Linked DNA regions of Mus musculus: regions 1, 2 and 3 are each linked to region 4. The links are chromatin contacts, called in public Hi-C, HiCAR-type and HiChIP or PLAC-seq maps. All regions are on one chromosome and are shown on one strand. Each heading gives the region's core, a stretch centred on a gene start, on an enhancer-like site or on the middle of the called end of the contact. The rest is flanking DNA. Distances are from core to core; before and after follow the strand shown.

What was found. Hi-C and Micro-C count contacts between places; a contact is called where the count stands out from the background. HiCAR-type assays count read pairs that join an accessible place to other places. HiChIP or PLAC-seq counts read pairs in DNA pulled down with a chosen protein or histone mark.
Region 1: a Hi-C map of the C2C12 cell line shows a contact between it and region 4, with 2.6 times the contacts expected there. The contact joins two enhancer-like sites. A contact is called at or near these places in 2 of 15 datasets of contacts at CTCF or cohesin (the NIH/3T3 cell line and large pre-B cells), 2 of 484 Hi-C or Micro-C datasets (the C2C12 cell line and bone marrow-derived macrophages), 1 of 115 datasets of contacts at active chromatin or transcription factors (fibro-adipogenic progenitors) and 1 of 9 other capture datasets (embryonic stem cells).
Region 2: a HiCAR-type map of fibro-adipogenic progenitors shows a contact between it and region 4, with 8 times the contacts expected there. The contact joins two enhancer-like sites. A contact is called at or near these places in 1 of 15 datasets of contacts at CTCF or cohesin (large pre-B cells), 2 of 484 Hi-C or Micro-C datasets (bone marrow-derived macrophages and nephron progenitors), 2 of 115 datasets of contacts at active chromatin or transcription factors (embryonic stem cells and fibro-adipogenic progenitors) and 1 of 9 other capture datasets (embryonic stem cells).
Region 3: a FOXA1 HiChIP or PLAC-seq map of pancreatic cancer cells shows a contact between it and region 4. The contact joins two enhancer-like sites. A contact is called at or near these places in 2 of 15 datasets of contacts at CTCF or cohesin (large pre-B cells and pro-B cells), 2 of 484 Hi-C or Micro-C datasets (bone marrow-derived macrophages and embryonic stem cells), 6 of 115 datasets of contacts at active chromatin or transcription factors (DN3 thymocytes, T-cell acute lymphoblastic leukemia, double positive thymocytes and 3 more) and 1 of 9 other capture datasets (bone marrow-derived macrophages).

What each region holds. Positions count from the first base shown.
Region 1 is chr10:96,074,549-96,077,844 of GRCm38.p6, reverse strand. No RefSeq gene overlaps it. Among named protein-coding and RNA genes, the nearest start is that of Gm40746, 100 kb to the left of the region's middle. Within about 2 kb of position 1,829, at least 49 of the 459 cell types and tissues checked have an H3K27ac peak or open chromatin away from gene starts, as enhancers often do. A contact at or near this core is called in the C2C12 cell line, where this site is marked.
Region 2 is chr10:96,293,392-96,296,492 of GRCm38.p6, reverse strand. No RefSeq gene overlaps it. Among named protein-coding and RNA genes, the nearest start is that of Gm40748, 14 kb to the left of the region's middle. Within about 2 kb of position 1,557, at least 36 of the 459 cell types and tissues checked have an H3K27ac peak or open chromatin away from gene starts, as enhancers often do. A contact at or near this core is called in fibro-adipogenic progenitors, where this site is marked.
Region 3 is chr10:96,186,619-96,189,618 of GRCm38.p6, reverse strand. No RefSeq gene overlaps it. Among named protein-coding and RNA genes, the nearest start is that of Gm40746, 7.2 kb to the right of the region's middle. Within about 2 kb of position 1,293, at least 84 of the 459 cell types and tissues checked have an H3K27ac peak or open chromatin away from gene starts, as enhancers often do. A contact at or near this core is called in pancreatic cancer cells, where this site is marked.
Region 4 is chr10:97,336,711-97,339,619 of GRCm38.p6, reverse strand. No RefSeq gene overlaps it. Among named protein-coding and RNA genes, the nearest start is that of Mir3966, 85 kb to the left of the region's middle. Within about 2 kb of position 1,454, at least 61 of the 459 cell types and tissues checked have an H3K27ac peak or open chromatin away from gene starts, as enhancers often do. A contact at or near this core is called in the C2C12 cell line, fibro-adipogenic progenitors and pancreatic cancer cells, where this site is marked.

The DNA of each region.
Region 1 (3,296 bases), core at 580-3,079, 1.3 Mb after region 4:
CCTTTAATAGTGAATAACTAACAAAACAGCCTTTAACCATTGTAGGCCTAAAAGCAGCCACCAACAAAGAAAGCGTTCAAGCTCAACATAAAATTTCAATTAATTCCATAACTTACACCAACTTCCTAAACTTAAAATTGGGTTAATCTATAACTTTATAGATGCAACACTGTTAGTATGAGTAACAAGAATTCCAATTCTCCAGGCATACGCGTATAACAACTCGGATGACCATTGTTAGTTAATCAGACTATAGGCAATAATTACACTATAAATAATTCACCTATAACTTCTCTGTTAACCCAACACCGGAATGCCTAGTTTGGTTTCAAGACAAAGTTTTATTATATAACACTAGCTTTCCAGGAACTCCCTATGTAGACCATTCCAGCCTCAAACTCACGAAAATTGAATTTGTTTCCATATGCTCCAGTGGATTTAAGTACACATCTTTGTTAGGGTTTTATTACTGTGAAGAGACACCATGACCAGGGAAACTCTTATAAAAAAGAACATTTCCTTGTGGGTAGCTTACAGGTTCAGCGGTTCCATCCATTATCATCATGGCGGGAAGCATGGCAGCATGCAGGCAGACTTGGTGCCGGAGGAGGAGCTGAGAGTTTTACATCTTGAGCCCCAGACTCCTGAGCATGGGAGTCCCCAAAACCTACCTTCATAGTGACACACTTCCTCCAAGGCCACAATGACTCCAGCAAGGACACACCTCCTATCAGTGCCACTCCCTACAGGCCAATCATTCAAAGGTATGAGTGTAAGGGGCCGTATCTATTCAAACCACCACAATACACTTGTACTTCCCCTTGCACAAACTGTGAGTTTCCCAGTGTTGCTTGTGAACTGGAAACTCATAATTCAAATAGTAAAGTAAATGTATCAGAGAACTTGGTATCGTTAAAAATGGTAAACATTTCTACAAAGCAAGACAGGTATGCCGATCTATCTTCTAAATTGTTGCAGGTGGGATTCAGGGGTTCCTTGGTTACTTTTTATTGTTTGTGGCTGTTGCTGTTGTTTTACAACTGTCTGTTCAATGTGTTTGGATATTATAGATTCCTGCTCATCAATGCCACCTGCCAGCGTCGGGGAAGCATTGAGGCGGTAGTTCTCAGCATGGGTCTTCAGAGCATCTGCATCTGAATCCCTGGGGACTACTAAAATGCTCTTCCCCAGATCCCATCCTCCACCTATTACTGAAATACCAGCTCCAGGGTGGGGACCTGATAGACTCTGGTTTAACTAATAGAATTCAGCAATTCTGATGCCTGTTCAAAACCTGCCTGCTCCTTGCCCTCAGTACATACTGTGGGGATGGGAGGAGGAGGAGGAAGCTTAAATAGAAGTCCAGTCCTTTCACACCTTAACTTCTGGGAAGAGTCAGTCCCTTCGTCCCCTTTACAGTTGATTATTACTTTGTCTTCAGTTCATAGAACAGAACAGCAGGCAGCCCGAAAAAAGAGAGTGGTTTTCTTAACTCACAGTCCAACTCCCCTGTATGTGTGAAGCGTGACACCAAGCCCTCACACCCAAGGCCCCCTTTCTGCATTCGTGACCTGTGAATGCCTTTATCCACAACAAAACCTTTGTTTAGTTTTAAACTTTCTAGAGGTAAAGGGCTTGGCGGGCTTGGCAGAGGAAGGCAGAAACCCTTGAGAACACAGCTTGAGTGTTGTTTTGTTCTCAAGTTTGTGAAGTTGGCAGACAAGCCTCTGGGATTTCTCTGGCCCCGGGAAGCACATTTGGAGGGGATGATAGAGAGACACGCTGTTAGGATTCACAGAAGCAGCTGCGACCGCATGCTGAGGAGTTCATTTGCAGTGTGTGTTATGAAATGAGTAATATCAAGTAACCGGGCTTAAACCTCAGGAGGACTGATTCCTATGCTGTTCTGTAAAATCACTCCCAGGAGGTTTAGGTTTAATATTCTTGCAAAGGGCATGCTTGAATATTTAAAACCAAAACTAATGGGCATGTGTTGTGTTTTCTAAAAGATCTTCAGGAATATACTGAAATACCTAAGCATTCATGACGATCTATTGGATGTGGGTGTTTTTGGAAACTCTTGGCAAACCTGAAGGAGTTTTAACTCAGGTGAGATAAAGTCGGCTGCTGCCCACAGTGATGTATTAAAAGTCAAAAGTCCTAAGTTTCTCATGCTTGGCTCAGACCTGTGACTATTTCATACTCTTCTTTCTTCACATGACCTTTGGTCGGTTCAGTATGACGTAATGGTCAGTTGTAAGAGGAAGTGTGTAAACACCCATTGTCATCTTTCAGCAACTCCTCCCTCACCACTTTTACTGTGCTCTTTATAATCCAGTCCCTATCTGTTCTCATTTAACACTGCATTAAACAAACAACAAGCAAACAAAAACATTGTGAGGTTTACTGAGCACTTACTAGGTGTTCCATCCAAGGATGATGCCCTGTAATCTATGCATAAACTTAGGCAAGACCCCTCCCTTGAAGAGAGCAGTCTCCTGTGGGGATCAGAGACTGAGGCTAATAGTTATGGAATCAAATTGAGATAAGACCTGAGATAAGGGAAATCAAGAATGTAGATACCATGGCAGCCAAGCCAGAACTTCTCTCTGCAGGGTGAGATGGGGCACACTGACAATTAGCATATGCTTCCTGGTAAAAGGTTTAGAATGGAAGGGATGAGGAAGAGGAGAAGCTAGCAGGACACCAGGTGGGATGTGGAGAGCTCCCTCAGTCAACTTTCAAAACAGAAAGAGAAAATGCTTTGGGGACAAAGAGAGAAAAATAGAAAAATTTTGGCTATCAGCTCAAATTTCTGGATCTCTCCATTCCTGAGGTGTCAAGCTGTTTTGGAAGTATCTGTAAACAGTCTGGAGAGAAACAAGTTTTCTATCAAGGCATATAGACTTCTAAAGAGTAAGATATAATCATACTCTTTCCTAAGGGTCTGTGCACAACCCGAGTGTGGATGTCCCGTGCTGTTACAGATGTGCAACACAGTTTATAAAAACTTCCCCTAGATTTAAATGGTTCTGCAGCAGTCAGATTAGATTCAGTTGACACAGTAACAAGCAGCCCCCAGACCTCACCCCCATCAGCTTCTGCTCAGTGACTGCCCTGCCTCCTCAGCCTGTGCTGATGGAACAGCACTGGTAAGGTGAATGGTTGCCATAGCAAAGGCATGAGAGTCTTTGGCGAAGCAGGTGTGTCTAAGCCTCTTCAGACAGGGCCTTCAATTAACAAGTGTACCACAACGTTTCACAAGAAGCTCTTGAGATGGGAAACTGGGACATGCT
Region 2 (3,101 bases), core at 308-2,807, 1.0 Mb after region 4:
CCCAGTATCCAGAATAGAGTGAGCAAGGGGAAAAAAAATCACAACTACTCCAATGGGACCCAGAAGCCAGATGTGTCCACACACCAAGATGAATGTTCACCTTGTGAAAAGAACTGTCAGAGGAGACAGATAACACCTATAACAAAGGATTTTGAAATGCACTTTAGGGACTGAAAAGTAGTATTTAGTTTCTAGAGCTCAGAATTATACGTTTTTCAATGTAAAGAATTCAATCCAGTTCAGGAAAGGACAGACCCAGATGAAAAGGGCTTTCTACCAGTACGAGGCACTGGAAAGCCAAGACCAAATGAGTAGAATGGATTCTAGAGGGAGCTGATCACCAGATGCACTAGGGATACACTCTGAAGACACAGCCTCTGCATCTTTATCTACCTCTGGCAAACCAGATGCTCTGAACAGAAACTACAACACCAAGTGTTTGTTTGCAGTGGGCAGTGGTCTTGTTTGATCAGACTGACTATAGGGAACTGTTACAGCTGACCACAGATACTGAGTGATTATTGGACAGCCGTATCCCAAGATCTACCATGATGGTTAGAAGGCCTGAAAAAGGCTGAGATTGCCCAATGAGTAAATGGGGCTTAGAGAAAAATACCTTAAACACACACACACACACACACACACACACACACACACACACACACAATTGTCTGGTGATTTGGTATCCTGAGAACAACCCTTTATTTGGTTGGACACAGGCACTTGTTAAATATCAGGTGCAAAATTTTGATGCATGTAAGCCTAACTAAAATAAGACCCAAAGAATAATAATAATTAGCTAAGCAAAGCACTGGAGGGATGAATGGCTCAGTGGTTAAGAGCCCTGGCTACTCTTGCAGAAGCCCTCCCAGCACCCACATCAGGCAGCTAATCAACCATGTGTAACTTCAGTTCCTAGAGACCTGACACCTTCTTCTGGCTTTTCAGGTACCTACATACTCTTGGTACATACACACATACAATCATGAACACACACATACCTAAAGTTTTAAAAAGAAAGTTTAAAAACCAAAGTACTATAATCAGGTAGACATTTGAAGTCTGGGCTCCAATAGATTAACATGATTGATTAACATTCCTACATTCTCCAGCCCAATCTATTCACTGTTCTGGATGCTGGGGACATCTCTGGGGACCCTTGGGCCACAGAAATGAAGGGACATTTAACAATCTCAGTCCCTGTTGGCAAACTGTACACAGCTAAGATACAAAACAGAGAATGTTTCCTACAAAGCTGGAAAACTGTAGGGCTGAGAGAAGCGCAACTCTAATCTATCTACCTGATAACAGAACTCATGCTACTGCAGTGTGTCAGGGGCAGAACCTGAGTCCCGGCAACCCACCAAGGTCAGCTCAGCCACCCCTCTTCAATAGGCCAATTAAAAAGACAAAACTGAAAGGTATAGAAAGATTTATTTAATCTGGCCACATGAAGAAGACTACATAAAGAGATGCAGTGACCACCCCCCCTAAGTCTGTCTTAGTTTTAAAGAGAAGGCAAGAGGCATGCTTAACCAAGCAGTCCTGAGCAGGGTGTGGTCCACCCATCCTTAATCACTCGCTCACTGTCTCAGCTCTAGTCTCTGGCAATGTGGTCTGACCAGTTGCCAGAACAGTGTGAAATCTCTTCCTGGAAGTCAAGTTCCTCTTCTGGTTGAAACCAGGATTTACTTTCAATTTGGGCCAGCATGAGGGTCCCAGAGGATTTCCAGTCATGAGGACTATTGTTGGAATAGTCGGAGAGCCAAAGAGGGAACCCAAGTGACCCTCTCTGTGCAGAATACCTTTGCTTCTGTGATGATGGGTAGGGTTTGCAGTCTTATATTCTAGCCTCCAACAAAAAGTATGATACACTTCTCTCGCAGTGTTCTGGAAAGACAGATCTGTCATGGCAGGACAGGAGCGAAGAGCTGAGGGGATACATGGATATCTTTGAGGGCAAAATGTGTAGCAGAATGTTGAACATTAAGGAGCTGAGGCAAGGAAATGGTATCTGACTTCTTAGATTTCCCCTCCCCCCTTCTAGTACCTGCCTCTGCATCACTAATATAAAATAGTATGTATCAAAGGATTCTTGGATCAAGACAAGCAATTCCCAAGAGCCTCTAATAGGTTCTTTTCTTGGAGCTGTTTACATTCTGGGAAATGTAATGGATCTGACCTAAACGCATTAAAAAAAAGAAAACACACCCCTCTCTTTTCTACTCCAACCCTGTTGACTTGTTTTGATTTCAGAATACATCATACTTATTCCAGACTAGAAGGATATTTTTCTCTTTCTTGTATGCTATGATAGAATTTTTCTCTGTGCATTTCCTTTATCCTGACTTTAGTTGTCACCAGTATTACTAAATGCATAAATCACCCCTCCCTTCATAGTTGAAAAAGAGCTCACATTAAGCATCCCTTTATGTCCACCCACGAGACACTGATCATATTTGTAATTAGTTTTAAGCTACAAGGGGGCAAGCTTCATGTCTACTATGCTCAGTTTTGAAACTGAAGAGGTTTCCACAGGGAGGGACATCTGGGGGGGGGGGGGGCGTGAATGGCAGTGTGTGGTTCGCTAGCATTATACTGAGACGTTCTCCTGATTGAGAATCAGCCGAATTCGATTCTCTAAGTTTGCAACCTGGCACAGTGCCAAGAAGACAGACTGTATTCAATAACCTTCCTTAAACATACTAAGGCTTGTGTTTATCTGTGTGTTTGTTTAGTCTTGTCAGGGAAACAGAAAGCACGGGATGGAAATTTACAAGAAGAGTAGATGTTGGAAATAGTATGAAAATAGATTTGTTCTTTCTTGTTATTAGAACACAGACATTCGATAACCCCAAAAACACAAGTAAGCCATAATAAGAGGGGGGCATTTAATACAACTCAAGCATTCCAGATGGCTGAAATATTTTTTTAAAAAATAGAAAATGATAATAAATGAGATAATAGCTTAAAAAGCCAGTTTTCAAGTGGGTAAGAGTCCCTTGCAAATGCTGGTTCTGGCACAGCTTTTTAACAATGAACCTGAGCAGTCACTGAGTGATGGCGATCTAGTGATTCACCATTTCTAAGGGCAAAGGTGA
Region 3 (3,000 bases), core at 44-2,543, 1.1 Mb after region 4:
CTTTAATGATTACTGACTTGAAGACTGTGAGTTGACTGATATGGGTGCTGGGAATCAAACCTGGGTCCTCTGCACCAAGTGCTCCTAACTGCTAAGACATCACTTCAGCCCCTAAGGCAGGGATTCTCCGCTTGTGACTCCTTTTTACCAGAGAGATTTTGATGGAACATCAGATGGAGAAGCATATAAAATAAGTATACAAATGAAACACTACTAATAAATCATATTGAGATTAATTTTTAAAAACTTTGTATGCGTACAATCTATCATTTACTAAAGACAAAAGTCTATTTGCATACCAATGAGAGATGTGCTTGTTTCTTTTGCATAAAAAATTAAATCTTCTGACTATTTTACATTCAGAACATAGAGCACTTTCAGTTTTTCAAAGTAGATCAATATTTTGATTGGGGACTGGACAGGGATTGAACATTTGCTCCAAACAAAGCTAACAGTAAAGGGGACTGGACACTTAGAGACGGTGTTCTGAGAAATAAATTTATATTTATATAGCCATCAATGTTAAGAGTGCCATTTGGCATAAATAGGTAGTACAAACTGTCAGAAGTGTGCTTAGGAGCATTTAGAAATTGTTGGAAATTCTATCCTAATTGTAAGCCAAAATTCACTGGACAATTTTTGCAAGACTCAAAGAAAGAGGAAGAGAGAATAAGGCTGAGTCACTTGCATATTTTATTTTGCTCAAAATTTTCTCAGAACAACCATGATTATATCTGTATATACATAAAGTAAAATAAACAGAGTATAAGCGCAGCAGTGATGTATGTCACAAGCATTGTCTAATCAGAGTAAACTTGAAAATGACTCAATGACAACAAAATTTCAGGATCTAGAAGCACCCATTGGTCTAAGAGACTAATAACAAATACTTTGTTGTAGTCTGCAGCAACCTATAGCAAACACTTCGTTGTAGTGTGCAGCAACCTATAGCAAACTATAGCCACCTGCATACAGCCACGTTCAACACCCAGTCTAAGTCTGACTGTCTCGGAAAGAAGAGCCTCCTACTACATCTCTGCGTACGTCTGGAGGTAATAAAACACGTCCAAACGTTGCTCTATTCTCTATTGCAGCTTTGACTTATCTGTCATAATTCTCCACTTTGGGCTTAAAGACAATTGATTTTTTTTTTCCCTGTGTGGGCCCTTCCAGGATTTTGACTCCAATTGCTGGCAAAAGTGAGCTTTAGCTTCTCCAAAGTAAACATCTCTCTGTCCTCCAGCCGCCGTCCGTATGTGATGTTGAAAGAATGGCAGGAAATCAATGAGTCATGGTGGGGACTGGACAGGGATAGGACGTGCACTCCAAACAAAACTAACAGTAAAGGGGGCTGGACACTTTGAGATGGTGTTCTGAGAAACAAAGCCAAGATTTCAAGAAAAAGCAAGTACTTTACACAGGAAGGGAACTGAGCATCGTCTACACAGAGGGAAGAGTCTCATTGGGGATGGAGAAGAAGAAGACAGGATTGGATGCAGTACCCAGGCAGAGAGCAGCTAAGCCAAACAGAAGGGTGACAAAGTAGAGAAGTTGGGGGCGAGGGGAATAGAAAACTCAATTACAGCAGTCTTTCCCAGATGAACTGATTACCTATTGTGGTGAAGGGAGTTAGGAAACATGTTGTACCTTGTATTGCTGAGTTGGGAAGGAGCATTAAAAATACCAGTGGGGCTGGCAAGGTGGATCAATGGGTAAGGCACTCAAATCCAAACCCTTAGAATGCAGGTAAATCTGACCACCACGGTCTATAATCCCAATATCCCCACAGCAAGATGAGAGTCAGAGCAAGGAAAATCCTGCCCTCCCAAAAGCTTGCATACCAGATACCCTAGCAACATATATTGGCAGACAGAGACCCAACCTCCAGCTGTGAAAAACGAAGATGGACCCCTTACACATGCTCTGGTGCCTACACAAGAAAACACACACACACACACACACACACACACACACACACACACACACACCCCTTATCAAAATGGCCACAAAGGAAACGGAAGAGAGAGGCAGTGGGAGCTAAGTCCAGGCTTTTGTGGTAGCTGAATGTAGAAGAACGGTGCGGGCCTCCTGACAACACTGAGCATCTCAGTGTTTGCTTCACACGTTTTTCCTTTACCCTGCCACCTGATATATGGCCAGAGCAATTACAGGATTGCTTGTTGTTGACTGACCTATAAGGCCTATTTGCAGAGCACAGTAGTGGCTCTTTGTCCCCATTTCCAAGGGTATGTGCACCTTGGTGTGTACAGATCTACAAGGCCCTGGCCCGGTAGAGACCTCCACTCTGGGCATTTATTAAAGAGTCACAATACCTTCCCAGATTGCCTGAGTTATTACAAAAACCCAGCACCCCATGGTGTGAACTGTCTGACCTGTTCAGTCAGTCCCAACAGAAAATACATTCAAAGTGTTACATTTTCTTGTTTTAAAATTTTCCTATTTCCCATGACATTTTTTGTGAGCTCACTGTAAACATAGCTCTGTGTGTTTTCCCTTCCACCCTCTGAAAATGTGTGTTGTGTGAAATATTAAAAAAGCAATCCACGCTATGCTGGCAGGGCACTAGTGGGAAGACTGGCCTGTTCTCATCTCAGCAGACTCTCTAATCTGAAGCTCTGAAATCTCTCCACCTGGCTTACTAAATTCCCATGGTGGGTCATTGCCACGCCAGCCCATGATTCCAAATTCCCACGGCTTTTTGGGGTGCACTTCTTGCAAACCCATGCTTTGCCATGGTACCTTTCTCTCTGGAACCTTGCTGAGTCGCTGCATAAAGGAAAACACCAAACAATCTTGGTTTAGAATTACCGGGTAACTCAATCGCTGGAGTAACAACTAGCATCCTAATTTGTAAGCCATTCTATGTTAAATCCTCTGGCAAAGGATCCCAATGTATCCGCCACCTAAACCGTGTCCTCCTTCACCTACTTTTTTGCCCCATGAGCCAACCCACCAGCCAGGCTTCGGCTTTCCAACTCA
Region 4 (2,909 bases), core at 205-2,704:
GCTAGTTCATCTGTATCTTCTGACATCACCTCCTCTTCCACCCGGAATGTCAGGTCTTCATTATCAACTGGATCAGATTTAGAAAGTCCATGGGGTATTTTCAAGGGAAATTCCAGAAGCATTTAACTGAAGAGGAAAGATCCACTCTTAATGTCAGTAGCACCATACCTGAGATGGGGCTTACACTTCATCTTTATTTATTTATTTTTTTAAATAAGTCTAAGAGGGGAGGAGGAGGAAAACTAGCAAGCCGAGAAAAGTAATACACACCCACTGAATTTGATATTCTGATGAAGACATCTCTCCTCTGAGTTTCAAGCAGAACTTATTCACTCTTTTCCAGAAGCAAATTTCTGGGGATTACCAGCACTGCCATGGCAAAGTACCACATGTCAGAGAGTTTAAACCACAGAGATTGGTCTCCTCACCGTTCTAGAAACCAGGACTTGAAGATCACGATGCTGGCAGGGCTGGGTCCTTCTGTGCCCTCATTCCTTGGCTTATAGATCGTGGCTACTCTTGGTTGTCAACTTAACTGTATCTGGAATGAACTATAATCCAGAAATGGAGGGCATGCCGGCCAGAGAGTTTCTTCTGGGTTTGAAATAGGTGAATAAACTTTTAGTCTGGACTTTTGAGGTGGGAAGACCCAGGCTTTTGATCCAGCTCGCCATTGATGGATTAGTTGGAATGCAGCCTATAAGTTATTCCGTGTGTGTGTGTGTGTGTGTGTGTGTAGGGGGAGGCAGAGATTCATTCTATAAGTTCTGTGATTCTAGACATCCTTAAGAGGCCACATTATCCTATATTTTCACAGGGCCTTTACTGTGTGCAGTTGTATACCTAAATCTCCTCATATTATGAAGACATCATCATACTAGGTCAGTGGCCACCTCATAAAACCAAACAGTGCTTAGTGCTCGCCAAAATAAACCAACCGGTGGTGCCCCATGTTCACCTGAATAAACCAACTGGTCCCATTGCTGACTGGAATAAACTAACCAGTTCTCAGTGCCCATCCCAATAAATCAGCAGAGCTCAGTGCTCACCTGAGTAAACAGACAGCGTTCAGTGGCTGCCCTAATAAACTCAGTACTGTGTGTATGGGGGGGAAAGGGGGGGAAATATTTGCATTAGCAAACAGGAAGTGTTGTGCCGTAAATTACTCTCATGTCACATTCAACAGCTGTGCCTCTGTTAGCTGCTAGAAGCCAACATCCTACAGTACCATATTCAATAATTCTTAGTACTGGGCACAGAGGCCTGTGTCCTAACCAGGGCTGCTCTCGGGCTAACTTCAGCCTGGTCTTCAGCTGAGGCATCTGTGGAACAAGGATCTGTGTAAATAAGTTTCACATTAGTAAGAAAATTGGAGAGCTCATTGTGGGAAAGCTGGGTGCAGTCAGGGATGACTAATAACCTTAACCCGAATGGGTCACAGTGAGCTCAATCAACAGTAATGGAAGGCACTTCAGGTCTTAGGGGATTGGCCAAAAGTAGAATGGCCCTGCCTACACGTTTACCCTGGAGAGCTGAGGCTCTCATCTTCATGCTCAGTCATGCAGAGGCATATATATAAACAGAAGACCAACTAAAGTTCAGCATAAATTGGCTAGGCCTGAATAAAAGTCTGCTGTTGGAAAGTCCTGCTGTTTGGATATCTGTTATTAGATATCAGACATCAGTGAGGATTATTGTTTATTCATAATAGTCAATAGGAATATATATATATATATATATATATATATATATATATATATATATACATATATATATCTTCCTTATGAATGAGCACAAATTAAATTTGCTTAAAGCCACAAACAAATTATGCATGTCATTTACAGATGTAAGGTTTATATCTCCTTAAGAACCTAACATATCTGGTGTATGGAAGATCTATGATTTTTTGTCACCTACATTTTTATTTAATTTATTTCATAACATAGAGAGCTTTGTCATATAAAGGTAAAAATCCTTAAACCAACTCAGCTTGCTATCCTCCTTCTTCCTTCTCTTCTCCTCTTTTTCCTCCCCCTCTTTTTCCTCTTCCTCCTCTTCTTATTCCTTTTTATTTATTTATTTATTTTTAATTTAGTTTAGGACCTCATCCCACTGAAGGTGCTGCCCTTATTCAGAGTAGATTAAGCCTTCTGGAATCACCCTCAGAGACACTTCCAGAACTGTTTCTATGCCAGTTCAATTGGCAATGAAGACTGGCCTAGTGACTTGAAGAGGGAAAATTCCTGGGAGAAGGATCTTGGTCTCCTATTCAAAGGACTGAAATAAGGAGTCACAAAGATTTGCAAAAGTAGCAAACTAATGTTTTTGTTTCTTTCTTTGTTTCCCATGAGGAAGGGTAATGTTCAAAGTCTGGTAAAATTAACAAGAAACAAAAGATTTTTGCCTTTTAAAATGTTGCTAAAAGTAGATAAATGACCACAAAGCATGGGAAAAACAACTGTGAAACAAAATCTTGGTTGTAATAGAACTAAGTTGTATAGACATTTTCTCTTAAGATACATTTTTTTTTTTTTTACAAATCTGACATAAATTTACATCAAACTAAAATCAAATCATGGATGTCAGCTATAGATGTAAGCTTTGTACATTCATTAAGAACCTAACATATCAAGCTGGGTGGTGGTGGCACACACCTTTAATCCCAGCACTCGGGAGGCAGAGGCAGGCAGATTTCTGGGTTCAAGGCCAGCCTGGTCTACAGAGTGAGTTCCAGGACAGCCAGGGCTACACAGAGAAACCCTGTCTGTAAACAAACAAACAAACAAACATACAAAACAAAAGAACCAAACATATCTGGTGTATGAAAGTTCTATTTTTTTCCTTGAACATTTTAATTTACTATTATTTCATACCATGGAGAGCTTTGTCATATAGAGAACTATGTGTGT